2 separate regions of the Hordeum vulgare genome follow, and region 2 is linked to region 1. A link is a contact called in public HiChIP or PLAC-seq data. All regions are on one chromosome and are shown on one strand. Each heading gives the region's core, a stretch centred on a gene start, on an enhancer-like site or on the middle of the called end of the contact. The rest is flanking DNA. Distances are from core to core; before and after follow the strand shown. Region 1 holds the start of LOC123449067. Region 2 holds the start of LOC123449072 (50S ribosomal protein L4, chloroplastic).

What was found. HiChIP or PLAC-seq counts read pairs in DNA pulled down with a chosen protein or histone mark.
Region 2: an H3K4me3 HiChIP or PLAC-seq map of embryo shows a contact between it and region 1, with 7 times the contacts expected there. The contact joins the promoter of LOC123449072 here to the promoter of LOC123449067 in region 1. A contact is called at or near these places in 1 of 6 Hi-C or Micro-C datasets (seedling) and 1 of 1 datasets of contacts at active chromatin or transcription factors (embryo).

What each region holds. Positions count from the first base shown.
Region 1 is chr4H:484,615,768-484,618,467 of MorexV3_pseudomolecules_assembly, reverse strand. It overlaps LOC123449067, which reads left to right and starts at 1,327. Exons shown (of 25, transcript XM_045126151.1): 1 at 1,327-1,755; 2 at 1,843-1,902; 3 at 1,994-2,086; 4 at 2,307-2,535. The coding sequence starts at 1,486.
Region 2 is chr4H:485,475,890-485,478,589 of MorexV3_pseudomolecules_assembly, reverse strand. It overlaps LOC123449072 (50S ribosomal protein L4, chloroplastic), which reads left to right and starts at 1,350. Exons shown (of 2, transcript XM_045126155.1): 1 at 1,350-2,585. The coding sequence starts at 1,676.

The sequences.
Region 1 (2,700 bases), core at 78-2,577:
GTGTGCATCTCCATAGTGATCCTCGGTGTGCTCACAGTACCGGATATTTTTGTTTGTGTCGCTTACCCCTACACCCCAAACCCGCCGCAAACACCCGGGCGGACGGCTCAATGAGTGACGATCACAAAAACATGATCCAGATGGACGCCTCAAACCGACCTCAAACACCCGGGCTGACTGGCACCCCTCGTATCCATCCCAAATATGAGGCGGATATGGGAGGTCTGCTCCCGGGAGGTGGGCGCCCGACGACAACGCTCAGACTCATTTTGTCGGGAATCCATTGTGTTCGCCCCACCGATGCATGTATCCACTCTCGAGGCCTCATTGTAGGTGGTGTGGTCCATCTGGCGTATGAACGCGATGACGGGCGCGCACCCCCACTATTGGCGCGTCGAGCTGGTGCGTACTCCGACGCAAACATGGCGTGGCGTGCCCTTCGTGCGAGGCGGCGGGCGTGGGAGGTGACACCAGCCCTCGCGGTGGTGGACGTTGGCGAGACAGAGTCGCATCCGCCAGCGCCCCGTATGGTGAACCAGTGCGGGCGGCACAACCGCGTCATGATGGACGTCGGCTCCTCTCAGGAGGGATCCATCATCGATCTCACGTCGACCAGCACCCTTCAGGTTGCGGACTCCGGCGAGGAAGAGCAAGGCATGAGAGATGGCGGGAGCTCAACTCCCATGAGCCATCTAATGTCCCATGTCCTACTCTACCTCGCCGATGACTGAACTAATAGTATGAGGTGCGCACCCGGCCGCTGGATATGAGCACGCCGGAACCGGACGAGCTCCGCTTACTGTTATGTTTATTGTTACATGTAATAGTATGAATTTGAGGTATGCAATTGTAAAATGTATTATTTAAGTGTTGACCGGTCATTGTCGGGTGTATTAACGGATGTTTGAAAGGTTGGATTTAGGCCATGTTTGGAACCACTCAGATTATATAATCTAGTTTTTATAATCTATTTTGTTTTCAAACAGGACAAATTATGGTATAAATTATAAAAACTAGATGGACATATTATTAAAAACTCACAATCTACTCTACTCCAGTTAAAATCAGATTATGAATTCCTAACTATCCATTACCCTTATAAAATTGAAGATAATAAAATTCCTGCCACCAACACCCTCCTTTAAAAAAAAAAGGTAGACATGTCATTATACAATGTAAAACCTGAATTACAGTTTATATAATCTGATTTCTAAACATGTTCATCTAAATTATTTTTATAAATCAAATTATACAATCTATCTCCATGATTCATATTATCATAATCTATTATGATTAACAGCCCGGTCGGACCTGCTCAGCCAGCTACACCAGCACACAGCACCCACCAAATCCAAATTGGCGGTTGGATCCAGCGATCCAGCCACCTCTCCGCAGCACTTCACCGTTCCAATTGCTCCCCACCCCTACCGCAGTGCTCGCCGGAGATCTCACTAGCACAGCCGCGAGCCCGCCACGCCCGCGGCCATGTCTTCCGGCCATGACTCGTCCGGGACGACGCTGATGGATCTCATCACCTCGGATCCGTCGGCCGCCCCAGCCGCCGGGGCGTCGTCGCAGCAGCCGTCCACGGGCGGCGGCGGCTCGCTTGGGAGGCCTGCCCCGCCGCCGGCGCCGGCGCCAGCGGATCGCAAGTCGAAGAGGGCGACGCTGATGCAGATCCAGAGCGATACCATCTCAGCAGCCAAGGCGTTCAACCCCGTCAAGGCCCTCCCCCAGCGCAACCGGAAGAAGAAGGCTCGTCTCCTACGCCGCTGCCCCCTCATTTCTACGCTCTATGCACTCTGATTCCGGTCTCATGCTGAATTCTCTGTTTCTCTGCAGCCCGTCTCGTACTCGCAGCTGGCGCGGAGCATCCACGAGCTTGCCGCGACGTGCGACCAGGTTCGTTGTGCTGCTTCGGTTGGATCGAATTGCGTGATGTGAGCTTGGATCTGTTGGTTTAAGCTACTCTCTCCTGCACTACCTTGTACAGAAAAGTTCCCAGAGGCAGCTGGTAAACAGTGTGTTCCCCAAGCTCGCGGTGTACAATTCTGTGGATCCTTCCGTGGCTCCATCTCTTCTCATGGTAAGTATACCATCTTTTACTTTGTAGCTCTCTCTATGCCTCAGTTCGTACAAATGGAAATGAGCCCACTCCCGGCAATTCTGGCATGATACTTAAATATGTGTTCTAGGTTGTAACTGAAACTAGATACCTATCGTAGTCTATACTAACATCAGCCCAGTGTTTTTGTTTTACTTCTGCTACCTTTTCTCTTAGATCAAGTTAATTTTTGTATTTACAGCTCCATCAGCAATGCGAGGACAGAAATGTCCTGCGCTACGTGTACTATTATCTCGCACGAATTTTGTCAGATAATGGCTCCCAGGGTTTAAGTGCTGCTGGTGGTATCCCCACACCAAATTGGGATGCTCTTGCGGACATTGATGTTGCTGGAGGAGTGACTCGAGCAGATGTTGTGCCGAGGATAGTTGATCAGCTTTCAGCCGAATCCACCAGCGACGATGTTGAGTGTAGGCTTTCTATACTGTGATCTCAGTGTACATCGAATCATAGTATGCAAAATTTGCGTTCTAATACAACTTTTTGCTACTGATTACCTAAATGTTTCATATGCGCTGTTCCCTGTTTGCACCAAAATCAGTCATGTCTATTTTTCTGAAACTCTATGAACACAC
Region 2 (2,700 bases), core at 101-2,600, 860 kb before region 1:
TCCCTCTAGGCGTCATCGAGGTCTTTTCAAAAGTGCTAAGTCCAACAAGCTTGATGGCTTGACTATAATTTCAATAAGCTTCAGGTCTAAACCGCAAGTTTTGATAAGCCAAAGGGTTGATCCGGAAATTACATGGACTTAGACGTAATTTGCAAGATCACCAAAGAGATAAGAATCCTCTTCTCCTTGTGCGGTTACTAATTCCCTTTGGAGGAAAAACCGCTGCCACCAGGCATGAGCGCCTGCTTCTGCGCCAGAGCATTGGGACGCACACGTCGGTCGAGGGATGCGCTAGATGGCCTCGCCTCCAAGGTGATGCGTCACCAGTAGACTCGCCGCTCCGCCTTTCACGGACGCTGAAGCAGCCGGTCGAGTGTTCATTTGGTGCCTGCCAAGCCGCAGTCTGTCGCAGCCAGGCCATGTCCAAACTGCCTCGTCGAGCAGTCATGGGTAGGCGACGCCATGCTGTGCATGTGTACGTCCGCTGTGTTGCACATGATGACTCACGTCGCAGCCAATGGCTATGGGACAACATGTGTGCTACTGCAGCGCAAAGGAGAGGGGGTTGAGGGTGGGACACGACGCCTGTTGGCGTCAGCGCTCCCTCTTGTTGGGTCGCCGTAACAATCGGCAACAATAGAAGATAAATATGCAGTGGTCGGTTCATCTTCAAACAAGTACATTCTCATAGCCAAGCAATCAGTGCATCAATTAAATGAATGCAAATGCAAACCAGATGATGATCAATCCAAGGCTCCATGCATGCTGATGGATTTTCATTCAGCGTGCTTGTATCTTGTAGTGGTGTTGACGTTGTCCACCGACAGCACATGCTAGCCTTGATCTGTCTTGTATGAAAATTGGCCGTGTGCTCGTGTTTATCTCTAGAGCAACGTCAGACTTTTGCGCTGGATTCTTATTCTTAGTAGTGCACACAGACATGCATAGATGAATGAATAATATACAGTTAGTCATTCGATTTGTTCTGAATTAAGAAAGACAAGCAAGTTGCTTTATGCAAGGGCGTCGTTGCCGGAGGGAGTAGCCGTGTAGAGTTTGCTCTGCCGCTGGTTGGTGCGCAGCCACCGCGGCCGCGCCGCCGGTTAGAGTTGTGCGCCATCACTTGCTGCAGTCTTGTAACTGAACGACGAACAACTCATGCAGCGTTGCTTTGCTCTGGAAGAACCACGTCAAATGGATCCCCGCACCGGATACCTCACTTGGCCTGACACGGATGCGATAAGATGACTCCGGCCGATGCGAGCGTTGGTAACTGCCGCTTGATGGGCGCTTTATCTCTCAGCGGAGAGACTATAACGTTAAAGCAAAGGGAGACTAGTCTCATTGTAATATGGAAGACCCACTTATATACAAGATGAAGAGGTGTGTTGAGGAGACGCCTTTTCCCAAACATACACCTCCTCGAAGACATCTTTTCCATATAATTGATCACATGTTTTATTTGTAAAAAAATCGCGCCCTGAAATTAGCCACCGGTGAGTAGTGCTGACTTGGCGGAGTCAAGACGCACGAGGCAGTGCGCGACGGACGGAGACACTCCTCTGCAGAAACCGAACGGGAGTGGTGTGGATAAAGAGATAGAAGCAGCAGCTGCAGCGGCAGAGCCATCTCCTCCCCCTTCTCCGTCCGCCCCCAGCGCAGTAGAGCCGCCACAATGCCGGTCTCCTCCGTGGCCTCGCCCCTCCTGCTCTCGCTCTCCGCCTCGTCCTCCTCCTTCCTCTCCTCCTCCTCCTCGGTCTCCTTCCTCCCCTCCCCCTCCTCCTCCTCCTCCTTCCCGCACGCCTCCGTCAGGGGGAGGCCGTCCGCCTCCATCCTCCGCGCGCTGCGGGCCGAGGCCACCACCCTCCCGGTCATCAACTTCACTGGGGAGAAGGTCGGGGAGGTCGCCCTCGACATCAAGGCCGCGCCGCCCTCCACCGCGCGCGCCGTCGTGCACCGCGCCCTCATCACCGACCGCCAGAACGCGCGGCGGGGCACGGCCTCCACCCTCACCCGCGGGGAGGTCAGGGGCGGCGGGAGGAAGCCCTACGGCCAGAAGAAGACCGGGAAGGCGCGGCGCGGGTCGGTCCGCACGCCGCTACGCCCCGGCGGTGGTGTCATCTTCGGCCCCAAGCCCCGGGACTGGACCATCAAGATCAACCGCAAGGAGAAGCGCCTCGCCATCTCCACCGCGCTCGCCAGCGCCGCCGTCGCCAACGACTCCTTCGTCGTACAAGAGTTCGACGAGGAGTTCGCGACGGGGCCCCGGACCAGGGACTTCGTCGCCGCGCTGCAGCGGTGGGGGCTCGACCCCAGGGAGAAGGCCATGTTCTTCTCCACGGAGCTTGATGATAATGTGCGGCTGAGCGGCAGGAACATCGGCACCCTCAAGATGCTAACTCCCAGGACGCTCAACCTGTACGACATCCTCGACGCACGCAAGCATTTCTTCACCCCGGCTGCCATTGAATACCTCAATTCGAGGTACGGTACCACCGGTTTTGATGAATTTGTGGGCGAAGATGGCGAGGACGACGGTGAAGAGGAAGAGGAGGAGGAAGCGATCACGGAGGAGGCTGCCCAAGGTACATATAGCTATGCTTGAACATTTTGCAGTGCTGTTTGATTATTTCTGTGCTGGGCATGCGGCAAGTGAGCTAGTAATTCGTAGCTCAAATCCTTTAGGTAGCGAGGTAGTAC